Linked DNA regions of Sus scrofa: region 1 is linked to region 2. A link is a contact called in public HiChIP or PLAC-seq data. All regions are on one chromosome and are shown on one strand. The core of a region is the stretch at or near the end of the contact, and the rest is flanking DNA. Distances in the headings are between cores, read along the strand shown.

The links. HiChIP or PLAC-seq counts read pairs in DNA pulled down with a chosen protein or histone mark.
Region 1: a contact with region 2 is called in an H3K27ac HiChIP or PLAC-seq map of skeletal muscle, with 4 times the contacts expected there. The contact joins the promoter of HMGXB3 here to the promoter of PPARGC1B in region 2. A contact is called at or near these places in 1 of 5 promoter capture datasets (liver), 1 of 47 Hi-C or Micro-C datasets (heart right ventricle) and 1 of 2 datasets of contacts at active chromatin or transcription factors (skeletal muscle).

Annotation. Positions count from the first base shown.
Region 1 is chr2:151,024,705-151,031,178 of Sscrofa11.1, reverse strand. HMGXB3 (HMG domain-containing protein 3) reads right to left here and starts at 2,403. Exons shown (of 20, transcript XM_021085011.1): 1 at 2,291-2,403. SLC26A2 (sulfate transporter) reads right to left here. Exons shown (of 4, transcript XM_021085016.1): 4 at 3,696-6,474.
Region 2 is chr2:150,819,682-150,826,426 of Sscrofa11.1, reverse strand. PPARGC1B (peroxisome proliferator-activated receptor gamma coactivator 1-beta) reads right to left here and starts at 3,089. Exons shown (of 11, transcript XR_002342022.1): 1 at 2,950-3,089. MIR378-1 (microRNA 378-1) reads right to left here and starts at 562; the gene lies at 483-562.

The DNA of each region.
Region 1 (6,474 bases), core at 1,154-3,653, 210 kb before region 2:
TCACGCGAATTACAGCCCAAGCCGATGGACGTCGCGTCCAAAAGCGGGCTTCTGCAGGCGGGGTTACCTCCGGCGAAACGCTGCGCCTGTCGGATGATGGGGGTCTTGACACTTTTTTAAACTAAAAGAGGTAGAAACCCTCCCTCTGTGGTCTGCTGTCCTCACCAGGCCCTCGGTGGCCCCCCGCTTCCCTCCTGTCCTACGTGAGGGTTCAGTTTTGTCCCTTTTGACCAATCCACTCTGGAAAGTAACCTTCTGGGACCAAGGACCTTCTCGACTGCGCTGCCGTGAGGATGCCACTCCAGACAGAGTGTGCCAGAAAGGCGCTCTGTGTCATGACCGCCCGTCCTGTTCGGAACTTTACCTCGAGGCAGGGACCTGCCTTACCACTAAAATATCTTGGGGTTCGGTGTTCCAGAACGCCCAGCCCCATCACGGATAAAACTCAAGGAGTCTTCTTTGCTCTGTTCCTAAGAAGGGCTCTTTCATTTAAAAGGAAGGAAGGAGCTCCCCCTGTGGCTCAGCAGGTTAAGAACCCAACTAGGATCCATGAGGACGCGGGATCGATCCCTGGCCTCGCTCAGTGGGTTAAGGATACGGCGTTGCCATGAGCTGTGGCGTAGGTCGCAGACACAGCTCTGATCCGATTCAACTTGACCCTCAGCTCAGGAACTTCCATATGCTGCAGGTGTGGCCCTAAACAGAAAAACAAAATTTAAGGGAAGGAAGCTAAGACTTATTGACTGCCTATTCATGCCCAGCACTGCTTCTTTTCTTATTATTTCATCCTTCCAGCCAATCATAACATCGAACGATGGTGGTCTCCCAACTTGCAGGCGCAGCGCTACTGGACGGTGGTCATCTTCGAGGTGGGGTGCGGTAGCAGATTCCGGCCACCGGAGGGCAGGCGTGGGCTACACAAGGGGGCCCGTCCAGCCCAGGGCCGAACCTTCAGGAGACCTGCTCCTTACTTCTTACGGTGGAGCCTGAGAAAGATGACGCTGAGCAAAGGGGGCGAGAGACCTGAGACAAGGGATCCTGCGACGCGGGACTTGCTTCAACTACAGGCTTGGAAATGCCTGTGCCTTGGGAGCTCCCTGCTGGTCCAGGGGTTAGGGCTTGGTGCCTTCACGGCTGCAGCCTGGCTTCGATCCCCGGTCTGGAGCTGATCCCACATCGAGCCGCTGCAGCCGCAGCAACAAAACAGAACAAAAACACTGCGCCTCAAACTACCCGCCCCACGCCATAGCACACCTATCCGCTCGCCCTTTGATAACCCTGAGCCATGTGATTGCCCCGGGGCACATAACCGCCTCACTGCGCAAGCGCCAGTGTTAGCGAGCAGCCGCCCCCCCTCCCCCCAGACATACCCATGCGCTGGGTAACCACTGAGATACTGGGGATCTAGTATTACCAGTAGTAATTATTACCTTTTTGGCCAACCCCATGGCATATGGAAATTCCTGGTCCAAGGATCAAATCTGAGCTGAAGCGGTGACCCACACCACAGCTGCAGCAAGAGATCCTTAACCCGCCACCCTGGCTGGGGACTGAACTGACGCCTCCACAGAGACAAGCTGGATCTTTAACCCACTGCAGCACAGCCACAGCGGGAACTCCTGCGAAAAATTTAAACAACCCCGTTTTGCAAGTTTATTGTGCAAAACACTCCTAAGTAATCATGATACAAAGTATATTCAGGAAGTTCCTGGTGTGGCTCAGTGGAAACAAGCCCGACCAGCGTCCGTGAGGCTGCGGGTTCGAGCCCTGACCTCGCTCGGTGGGTTAAGGATCCGGCGTTGCCGTGAGCTGCGGTGTAGGTCGCAGATGTGGCTCGGATCCCGTGTTGCTGTGGCTGGGGTGTAGGCTGGTGGCTGTAGCTCTGATTTGACCCCTAGCCTGGGAACTTCCGTTTCCCAAGGGTGTGGCCCTAAAAAGCAAATTTTAAAAAAAAGTGTATATTCAGAGTTACGTGATACAAAGTATGGGGGAGAAGAGGCATGTCCTCTTTAAAGCTCAGATACTCTATCACCTCTCTAAAAAAATCCCTGAAATACCGGACCCTGTAAAATACCCACTTCTGGCCACAGAGGCTCTAGGGATAAGGTTCATGGCCCAGCCCTCAAGCAGCCCAGTTAGGACAGGAGATACATGAGAGGAAGAAAGTAATACGGAGCGGTAAGTGCCGCTTCAGAGAACAGCCAGAGCACTCGCGGGAGCAGACACAGCCCCAAGGAGCATCTCCACGAGAGAGGCACAGGCAACGTGGCCGCGGGCAAGGGACACTTACCATGAAGTTTCTGGAAGGAGGACCCGGGAGCTCGGCTGGTGGGGCTGGGAGGCAACTCCGGGCAGAGGGAACAACATGTACAAGAGCCTGGGGTACCGATAAAGGGCCACAGCGAAGGTCACCAGAGGCGTGTCCAGCAGAGGACGTGTGGCGGGACAGGAGCTGGACGTGAAGCCAAGAGCCGAGCTGTCACGGTCTTGGTGGCCAAAGCGTTCGTTTCGGCCTTTCCCTCGAAGCGTTCGAGAAGCACCTACAAGAGGCAAAGGCCCCATTATTTCTTTAGGAATCGCTAACTAGTGCAGAGGCTGCCCTGCAGAGACACAGAAAACCAGTCAGGCTGCGGCATCATCTAGAAAAGAAACGACAGACAGTGAGGGCAGGAAACCTAGAATGTCCCAGGTTTCTGGCTTTCGTAGCCAGGTCTCATCGTGGTCAAAACAAGCTAAAGAGGAGGCGTCCGGGGCGTGCTGCGTGAGAGGGGCCCCGGGAAGGCGGGCAGAGCCCCGCGGTACCGTCGCACAGCTGCTGGTCGGTGTTCGAGAGAGACCGGGCTGGCACCAGGCTTGGCGGCCACTGGCGTGCAGACGGTAAGGCAGAGGAAGCCACGACCGTGGCTGCAGTCATCTGAGGAGAGCCTGCAGTGCGAGGTGTTCGGGATACAGGGCTCCGCGACCCAGGCTTTTTAGAAATCACGGGTGGGTATTTCTCCAAGAGCCACACTTTGACCTGTGGCCGCTGGACCTGAAAGGCACAGTGAAGGCAGCCGTGCCGTGCGAGGGGCGAAGGCCACGCACGGGAGCTCAGGCAGGGGCAGAGCCTCCAGGTGGAGGGGGGGAGCCTGGGGAGCAGGTGCACGGGGCCCAGAGGCTGCGGGCAGATGGCCTGAGGGCACCGTTCAGTCCAGCTCCCCGCCCCGTGGCCGTGCCCACCGCCCCGAGCCCCTGCACTCGCTCCCGCTTCCATCTGGGGAGGGGGCGGGGGGGCGCAGAGCGGTCCTTCCAACGGGTGCCCCTGCGTGGCCACGTCTCGGTCCACGTGAGGCGGCAGCCCCACCTCACGGGTAGGGCCGATGTGGCTCAGAGTTCAGTGTGGGGACAGCCGCAAAGCGGACCTGGGTTGTGTGATTTCAGCACAGGGGGCAACAGCAGTCCCGCAGCCTAAGGACTGGAATCTGTCCTCCCCGCCTTGCCCCTGGTGGAGAAGTTGAGTCCCCAAAGCGCTGACTCACTCAGGACCCCGAGGCAAAAAGGAGAGAATGAGGCTTCTTTGTGCTTCCTGACTTTCCAAGGACAGACACGGGTCTGATGGGAAAGAGATGGCATTTTTACCCCCGGGGCAACCCGAGTGTGTTCCTTAGTTAGAATCCACCCCTCCCTTGCCCTTAAATCACTTAGACACAGCAAAATTTTACGAACGCAACAATTTATTAGCAGACAAATGAAATGACATCTCTGAATCTCAATACATACAGGATCTTATGAGATAAACATCACCAACAGAGATCAGAAGAACAGGGCCTGCCTCTGACTGACTGCCCTCTCCTGCAACGGAGGCTGCAAAATCCGTCCGGAACCCACCCTCACTCCACAGGGGGCCAGACGCGATTTCAGCGGAATTGCATCAAGGCACTTTCTTTAATTAAAAAAGACATACGTGGTATAAGACAAATTCCACAAAGTCATCAGCCTTGAATAACTACGAAGAAAGGCAGTGTCCTTAGGCTGGGATTTTAGGTTCCTTCACCTGTCACGCTGGTATCGCCTGGGCTTATATGAGAAACGGCAAAGGAGACCCAAAAAGGAAGTTTTATACACACTGATTCGTGCACACTAATTTTTGACAAATCATGGCAGTGTCAGAACTCAACCAGGAACTTCCAACGGATGTGAGCTGACAAGGCAAGAGGGTTTCATTCCAAGCGACTCATTACTTTACGGACCGGAGAGGTGGCGTCGGAGAACCTCCCTAAAAGGAGCTTCTTAAAATTGCTGCTAAAAATCCTCTCTGGCTGAAGCCAGCTGTTCGTTTGCCAAGTAAAAAGCCCTCCGTTAGAAATTCTCCTATTGGTATTTTTAATACGATCGTAATTCTTCAGCCAATTTCAGAGCCATAATTCAAGTCCAAGAAAGTTATACAGATTCCAGAGCAGATGTACAGCAGGGCATCTCCAGGAAGGCATCAGTGCCCTTCCTTGGCCAGCTCTCTCCATCCACACGCCTCCCTGTCTCACACGCCAAGAAAAGACTAAAACACACACCGAAAAAAAACCACCATTTGATATGTGCTTCTCTAATTCTCCTAACGATTTATTTTCAGGTGCCAAACACTTTAAAAAATTGTCCTTGTCAGGATAAAAATGATCTTATAAAAATAATTTGCCTACTCCTATGTCTAAATTCTCCATTTCTAAAGTAACTAACATTAAAAAAAAAAAAAAAAACACTAAAATTGTATACTTATAGTATTTCAGCACTATTTCACTTTTGCTGCAGGAAGTTCCCGGGCCAGCGTTCGAATCAGAGCTGCAGCTGCCGGCCTACAACCACAACAACGCCAGATCCGAGCCAGGTCTCCGACCTACACTACGGCTCACGGCAACGCCGGATCCTTAACCCAGGGATCGAACCCACGTCCTCATGGATACTAGTCGGGTTCGTTACCACTGAGCCACGACGGGAACTCCGTCTTTTACCTTAGTAATAGCGATGCTAACCAAATCAGCTGGCCTATTATTTTGGCCTACTGCATTATAATTTTCCTTTTCGTTCTTAGCACTCAAAGGAATGATTCATGATTATCTAAAATTCTTATACAAAAAAAAAAGGCAAGTGCATTCAGAGCTTTAAAGCTTTCTAGATCCAGTTTGCTCCCTTTTTGCAGTTCTTAAAGCCCAGTTTCAAATAAGGCATCATGAGAACGGATCAAACAGGAGAAGAAAAAAAAATGAAGCACTAAAGAACAGAAAAATTAAGCCAAGTCCGAGTCCCACGGCTCGGGCTCTCATCCCGCCGCCTGCGAGCCCTCCCTGAGCAGACCCGGACCAGGGCACCCGTGCCTGCCGCTGGGCCTCAGCGGCCTGCCTCCCTCTCAGACCTCCACCCAGGCTCAGCTCAGCCCCTCCCGAAAGGAGCTCCACGTGCCCGCGGGCGTTACGAGCAGGGCGACCCTCGGCCCACCTGCTGGCTTTAGCGCTGCAGGCCCGGCACCCGGCCAGGCCCTAGACGGCCGCGCCGGTCCCCAGCAGGTGTCGGCACATTGAAGGCACGGCTCGTGCACAGCAAGACGGAGAGGAAAGCAAGTGACGGAGGACGCCGACGAGGACCACGGAGCCCGCTGCATTCATCCTGCCGACGTCCAGGCTCCCGTGACGCCCCCGGGATGCACGACGGCCTTCTCTCCCTTTCCTACCCAGACCGGGGCTCTCGCCCAGGCACTGTGCTTCTGAGACACGCTACTCGGCTGATACCCCGCATGGATACGAGTCAGACTCGCCTCCGCTGCGCCAGGACGGCCACGCCAGCTGAGAGCATCACCATTCCTGTTCAAACGTGGCCACCCCGTGAGAAAAGCCCCAGGACCTCACCGCAGACCCTGCCAGGTTCAAGCTCAGGCTGTAAATCTGCCAACAAAGCCTGGCTTCGGTGTCTCCTAATGCTTAAGAGCCAAGACAGACGGTGCCAAATCTCCTTTTCCTTCACTCCTTAGGGAAGAAAAGAAAAGAAAAAAAAGCCAGCTAGACACCTGCCAGCCCTACCACCGTCAGGGGCTAGAGTCACTGTCTAGGGCTCTGGAGAAGGTGGGGGGTCTTCGGCTTCGGCACCAGCCTTGGGTACCAGTGCGCCCCGCCTCTTCCAGCTCTGGTCAACCTGCACCCCCTCTTCTAGAATCAGAATCCAGTTGGGACCTTGCTCTCAAACTGAGGTGTGGGGCCGACCAGCGGCTGGACCCCATTCAGCTGGGTCCCTCTCTGCTCCCCCTCCGTGGCTCGGAGAGGGTCTTCGCACGGCCTCGGAACCTCAGCCTTCGCCGCCTCAGCCCCAGGCGCATCCCGCGCCACTGCTTCTCCGAGCTTTACCCGTCACGAGTGCACTTCCATTCCAATCACACCAGCAGCGTGGCCACTGTTTTGCATTATCGCAAGTGCTGAGAACGTGCTGCACTTAGACGCCAGTTCAGCGCGGGCA
Region 2 (6,745 bases), core at 1,840-4,339:
AGGAGAGGGCGATGCAGGCCAGGGGCGAAGGCGAGCGGAGGGAGGCCCACCCGGAGGCCTTTGGGACACACGCCCCGAACCCTTCCAAGAAGCTTTCGCAATCCTCGGCCTGCTGAATTTCGGAACTCTGACCTGAGGAGGTGAAAGTTAAGTCTCCTCAACAGAAGCTCTCCCTCTGGCTACTCCGGATTAGCCGCCAAAGACAGGACTTGGGGAGAAAGCTGATCAACGACCTTTTTCCTCACTCTTCCCACCCCTTCCCGAGGGGGAGATGGGGGGCGAGGGTCAAGGAGGGGCTGGGGAGGGGGGGGAGAAGTGGCAGCAACAACCGGACATCCCGCATGCAAACAGAGCTCACCCCCAGCGGCCACGGGCTCCGACTGCGGGCGCCACCAGCCCCATTTGACAGATGGCGGAAGGGAGGCTGGGAGAGTCCAAAGGGCTGGCTCCGGGGTCACCCAGCCAGAGAGCGGCGAAGGCGACTCCACGCAGGCCTTCTGACTCCAAGTCCAGTGCTATTTCCAGGCAACACACAGGACCTGGAGTCAGGAGCCCTGGGTGGCTCTGTCACCCACTGGCTGCGTGGTCCTGTACCGGCCGCGGGGCTCTCACAGCCTCTCTCCCCAGCTGTAAAATGAGCAGGCCCGCGATGGCCCGCCCAGGTCCCCTTCCGCCGGCTGGCTGAGCCTTCTAGGGGCGGCGGCAAAGCTCCCCTCTCAGTTACATTTCCCAAGTTGGGCCGGCAAGGATCACCGAAGCGCCGCGGCCCGTCACGTGGTTACATAAAAAAAGCCAACGTCCCAGATTAACTTTCACTGCACCGCTTCTGCCGCTACCTCATTACCCAATTTTCCAGGTTCCTTGGGTGAGAGATCCCTGCTGGGTAGGCCCGCCGGGCGGCTGAGAGGGCCAGTGATGAAGTACTGGTGAGCCAAAGAACACCGAGGATGGAGTGCGAACCGGGGGTCGGGGCCAAAGCGGACAAGTGTTTGCTATGGGGCTCCGGACTCTTCCAAGTCTCCTTCACCGGCGTCTTGGCTGAGAGGTTTGGAGTCACCCACCCAGACCAGCCCGAGGGCCGAGGACAGAACGGTCCCAGCGGCAACGGTGCCCCGGCCCCCGCCTGCCGGCTGGGGGGCTGCGGGGGCGGGGCGGTGCCGGGGCTGGGCACCGCCTTGGGCGCTGACACGGCCGCGGGGCGAGCCACGGCCCCGGTGCCCGCCGCGGGAGCTCCACCGCAGTTTCGTCAGAGGTAAAGGTACGCGCCCGGCGCGCGCCGCGTGTGCACACAAACACAGCCTCGCGCGCGCGGACCGCGCATCGCCCTCTCCCGCCGGCCTGGCCGAGCGCGATCACACGCCCCCGGCGCCCTCGGCCCCTGCCCGGAACCCACCCGAGCGCGCCGCCACCGACCACGAGGCCCCGCGGCTCCCTGACGCATGGACGTCCGCAGCGGGCACGGGCTGGCCTCCTCCCGCGCGTGGCGGGCTTCCTCCCGGCGACAGCCCGCCGTGCCGCGCCGTCCCATCAGCCAGCGGGGACTCGCCCGCCGGCGTCCGCCCAGAGCGGAACGTCTCGGCTGCGGCATCCCCTCGGAGCGCGTCTCGCCGCCCGGAGTCAGCGCGCAAGCCTCTCCCCGCCCACCGGGTCCCATGACAGCTGCTGCCGCCCAAAGACAGGCGGATTCTAACAAGAAGCAAAGTTTCTCCCTCCCGCTCTCCCCTCCCACTCGCCCGCCCCCCGCCTCCCCCTCCCTCCCAGTGTTATGCAAAGCAAGCCGGCACCGGCGCTCCGGCCCCAGGTACCAAACCGGCCCTCGCGAGCCGCGCCCGGTTGCGCCCGGCGGCCCCTCTCGGCGCTCGGGCGTGCGCCCGCATCCGGGGTCTCCCGCTCGGCTCCGCCGCGTCCCCCGCCGCCCGGCTGCCCGCAGCGGGGCGCCCGCGCGGAAAGCCCTAACTATGGGGCCAAACTTTAAGCTCGCAACAGGCAGGGGTGGGGGACAGCGGGGAAGGGGCGGGGGGCGCGCACGCCCCGCGCAGGCATGTTCGGTGCCGCGGGGGGCAGCAGCACCCCCCCGCCCGCGTCTCCACGTCCCCGGCTTCCTCGCTCCCCCCTCCCGGCACACCAAAGCACCCTCTCCTGTCACGCGCGTGTCGCCGGTGGGGCTCCCAGGCGCAGCCGGAGCCCGGGACGCCGCCTCGCCTTCCCTTCCCCCCCGCACCGCCGAGCGCGCACCGGGGCCGCGCGCTGCAGGGGGACCCAGGCGCCCCCACACCGTCCTCCGCCCCCATCCCGCCGCGCTCTGGCCCCCGGAGGCTCCGCCGAGTAGCGAAAGCAGGAAGGTGCTATCCCCGCCCGCACGTCCACGTGCCCCACAGACCCCCTACGCCCTCAGCGGGCAACTGGCAGGAAACTCCGCGCTGCGGCCGCTTTGGGGAGCCTCGGGGGGGCAGCAGCAGAACGCGGGGTATCGGAGACTGGGGAGGGGGGTCAGGGGACTCCGGGGACCGGGGCAGGCGCCTGTGCCCGGGCCACAAGTCCACGTGAAAGTACGGCGGCAAGTGCCGAGAGCCTGAGGGCGCGCCTCCCGCACCCAGAGCCAGCCTGAGGGTCCCGCACACCTTGGCGCGGCTCCACCTCCCAAAGAAGCGTGCAAACACCCCCCCCTCCTCCAGCACGGCCGGGGCGGGGGGGGGCCGGACGCCCAGCAACCAAGGCTAGACCCTCCCCAGCAGCCGTGGCGCCCCCAAGGCTCCCGCCTGCTCGGCGGCCCCCCAGCTCCCCGTGACCCTCACGAAGCGCATCGCGGGGTGCGCCGAACAGGGCTTCTGCACCCCGGAGCCCCGGCCCCCCAGTGCGCCCACCGCTGCCGCCGGCCTCTGCGGCTGCGGCAGCAGCCCCCGCGGCTCAGCCCCGCTGGCCTCGGGCCCGCGGCCCCGCCGGCCGTACCTGCGCGTCGGCGAGATAGTTGAGGAAGAAGGAGGAGAGCTCTTCGTCCAGGAGCGCGCCGCAGTCGTTCCCCGCCATCTTCCAGCCGCGGCTGCAGCGTGCGGCGGAGTCAGCGCCGAGCCGGCCGCGGGGGTGGGGGGGCGGGCGCGAGCGGCCGAGGGAGGCGGGCGGAGCGAGCGCGGCCGGCGGGAGGGGGCGGAGCCAGGCCGCGGCTGCCGCAGGGCCGCTGGCGGCGGGGGCGGGGCCGCGCGCGGAGGGCGCCCGCGGGGGTCTCGCCCCCCCTCCCCGCCCCGGCGCGGCGCTGCGCCGCGGCCGGCGCCGCGATCCGCTCCCGCGGGCCCCGGCCCGGGAGGAAGGCGCCGGCAGCCGGGCGGCTGTGCCCCAGCCGGCGGCCTGCCGCCTGCGCAGCAATGCGGGCGGCCCAGCGCTCCGGCCGGAGCGAATCACGTTGCGTTAGCGCTGGGCGGGTCCGGAGCCAACCTGCTTCTGCTCGGCTGGGAAAACTGAGGCCCGAGAAGGCAGAGGACTTTGCAGCCTCGGTGTGTTGCAGATTGCAGGGCAGACAGGCAAAGCCCCGGTCTGACGGCCCCGGAGGCTTGAGTTTGCCCAGCAGGGCTGCCGGCCAGAAAGGGAGGAACACCCTAGGGCCAAGGCGGAGAAATCAGGGAAGGCTCCTCGGAGGTGGTGGCTTTTGAAAACTCTTTCCATGGGAGATACGCTGACCAATATTCTAAATGTAACCATCTCTGGCTCTCAAGGCTCCTCTCATTCCCTAGTCCTCCCCTTCCCCCTCAAAAACACCCCCAAAACTTCACTGACTTCTCTAACCATGGCCCACAATGCCTTGAAGCAGCCAAACTGCCTGCTTCCCCAGGCCCACTGGCCTCCTCCCTGGTTGAACCATCTCACAAGCGGCCTCCACACCCTGAGTGGTAGCCCACATCTGCCCTGCGTCCTTCCCCACTGCCCCGCAGACTGTCGGCCATTGCCTCTCCCCTACTCCCACCGGGCTCCCTTACACCTGCAGGCCTTTTTTTTTTTTTTTTTTTTTCCTTTCCTAATTTCTAATAATTCCTTCTTTTTTTTTTTTTTTTTTCCTTTGGCTACCCCAGCATATGGAGTTCCCAGGCCAGGGATCAGATCTAAGCCTCAGTCGTGACCTGCGGCAACGCTGGACCCCTTCACCCACTGGGTTCGATCCCGCATCCTGACACTACAGAGACACCTCTGATTCTGTTGCACCCCAGCGGGAACTCCAGATCTGCAGGCCTTTAAAACATTGGTAACGGTGGCATTTTACATTAGTGTCAGCAAAGATTTAATCTTCACTACTAAACTTCCTACTACACTCGAAGACCCATGAAAGCAAGGCCTGAACCTGCTTTTGCGCATGCTGTGTCTCCAGTGCCTGGCACATAGTAGGTGCTTAATAAAGAAGGTGTTAACTAAAAATTCCAGAGGATTTTGATCTACCTGCTGTTACCACCACCACACACAGTATAGATAAGGAAACGGCCCAGGGTCAACACTGTACCAGGAGTGAGTGCCAGAGCCAGGACCAGAACTCAGACCTCCTGACGCCAACCTTGAACTCTCATTGTTATGCCTCGCTGTTTGCCAGGCAGGAGATGAGGGCACCGCCTGGGTAAAGGCAGGAAGGCGGGAAGATTTCGGCCTGTTTTATTGGGCCCTCCTGCCTCCTGCACACACAGGGCTGCCCCACCCTGCCTGCCCTGCCTGGGCTCCCTCCCAGCCAGAGGAGGAAGCAGGGAGCGTCCCGAGAGAACACCTGCTCAGACTTGAACACCCCATCGAGAGCTTCCTTCTTCTCCAGCCTGAGGTTCCCAGAACCGGCAGGGTGTAATTTCAGTCTTTGGGCTTCAGACGAGGGTGCCTTAAAGGAACAAGGCATCCCAAGGGAGCACCTCCACATAGCCTCGGAGCAATGACCTGGGAGTCGGCAGCCCTGGGTTCTGGCCAGTCTAGCACATCCATTCCAATATTGGGCAACCCAGGGAGGTAAGAGCCCGGGCGCTGCAGCCAGACGGCCCGGCTGCGAACACCTGCAAGGTGTATCCTCACGTAGGCTCAGGCCTCGTTTGCTCATCTACACAGATGCGGATGGCAGATCACTCACACCACAGGGATGCCTGGGTGATGGAGGAGGCGGTACCCGTCAGGTGTGTACCTGACTCCATCAGGAAAAGGCGGGCCTTTCTGGTCCCCTGGCTCCCCATCTGTAAAAACAGGGATCAAATATATGTCCCCTGAATACAACATGGGCCAAGGCCAATGTCCCTTCACTTTCTTCCAGGGCTTCGAGGCTGCCGACCACCTTGAACTCTGACGGATGCTCGCAGGCTTCGTGCCCTCGGGCCTCTCTGCGGCTGTTTCCTCCACGCAGGGGTCTTGAGAGGGGACTGCAGGAAGCAATGCCTGTGAAACCAACTGCTTGGCGCAGAGAAGTCCTGAGTCTCATCCTCACCGCCAGCCTCGTCACCACCAGCACCAAGGACCTAAGCTCTCCTAAGGCCGCGCCTTGCTGCTGCTGCCTGTAGACATGAGGGTCTGAGCCCCGTGGGTCTCTGTTTCCAGAACTGGCCCTACCAGATCCAACCCGGCCTCCGACTGGCGTTATGCTCCCTTACAGCCCAGGGGCCATTCTTGGAGGGTCCCCAAGGCCGGCCATCTCCAGCCTGGGCCTGGCAGAGCTACAGTACTGGACAGAGCCTCCCGGGGAAGGGCTCCATGCCCTCATCCAAAGGCTTTTGTCTTTTTTATCTTTTTGCTTTTTCAGGGCCACTCCCATGGCATATGGAGGTTCCCCAGCTAGGGGTCGAATCAGAGCTACAGTCGCCGGCCTCCACCACAGCCACAGCAACGCCAGATCCGAGCCGCGTCTGCGACCAACACCACAGCTCACGACAACAACAGATCCTTAACCCACGGAGCGAGGCCAGGGATCGAACCCACAACCTCATGGTCCCAGTCGCATTCACTTCTGCCTGCTGAGACGGGAGCTCCAAAAGGCTTTTGTCTTTAAAACTCTGGTGTTGATAGAAAAGCCACAAACTGCCCAACTTCAGGTCTTTCTCACTAATCTCTGTGTCCTCAGAATGGGCATCTGGCTGGTAAGAAGCTCGGTGAGAAGGCTCCTCATCTGAGCTCCCCAGCTTCTTATACAAAAGCAGTTATCGCAGGAATTCCTTTATCACAGGCCGCCCACAGAGTCTCGGCCTCATCACCTTCTCTGGTCCATAAAAGCCCTCAAGAAGCCTAACGGGCTAGATGATCTTGTGCAATTAGCTTACCCACTCTGATGCCGTGTCCTGACCTGTAAAAACGAAAGAGCCAGGCTGAACCATCCCCTCCCGAACCCTCCAATCCAGCTACAAGGGTAGTCTACAGGGATCGGTGCAAATGGCACAGCTTTTCTGTATGCGCGTGCCCCAGACACCTGCGTTTCTGTCACCTCAGATTGTCCTCAGCGACCCCGAGCAGCCGCTGTGTGATGTCCATTTGATGACGGAGGAAACTAAAGCTTAAAGGGGTTAAAGTGATTCGGCCAAGACCAAGCAGGTGGAGACAGAGCTGAGACCTGAAGGAGCCCTGGGCAGGGTCGAAGCCCCAGAGCCTGGAAGGGAACGCGTCACAGCCGCAACCCCTTCCAGGCAGTGGGAACGGTGGCACCTTTCCCATTTTATGACTTTCAAGCGAAGGGCAACAGGCACGCCAAACCCGAACCTCATGTGGCTCAACTCCTACCTACCTTGCCTTTTTACGGGCCTTGCCTCTC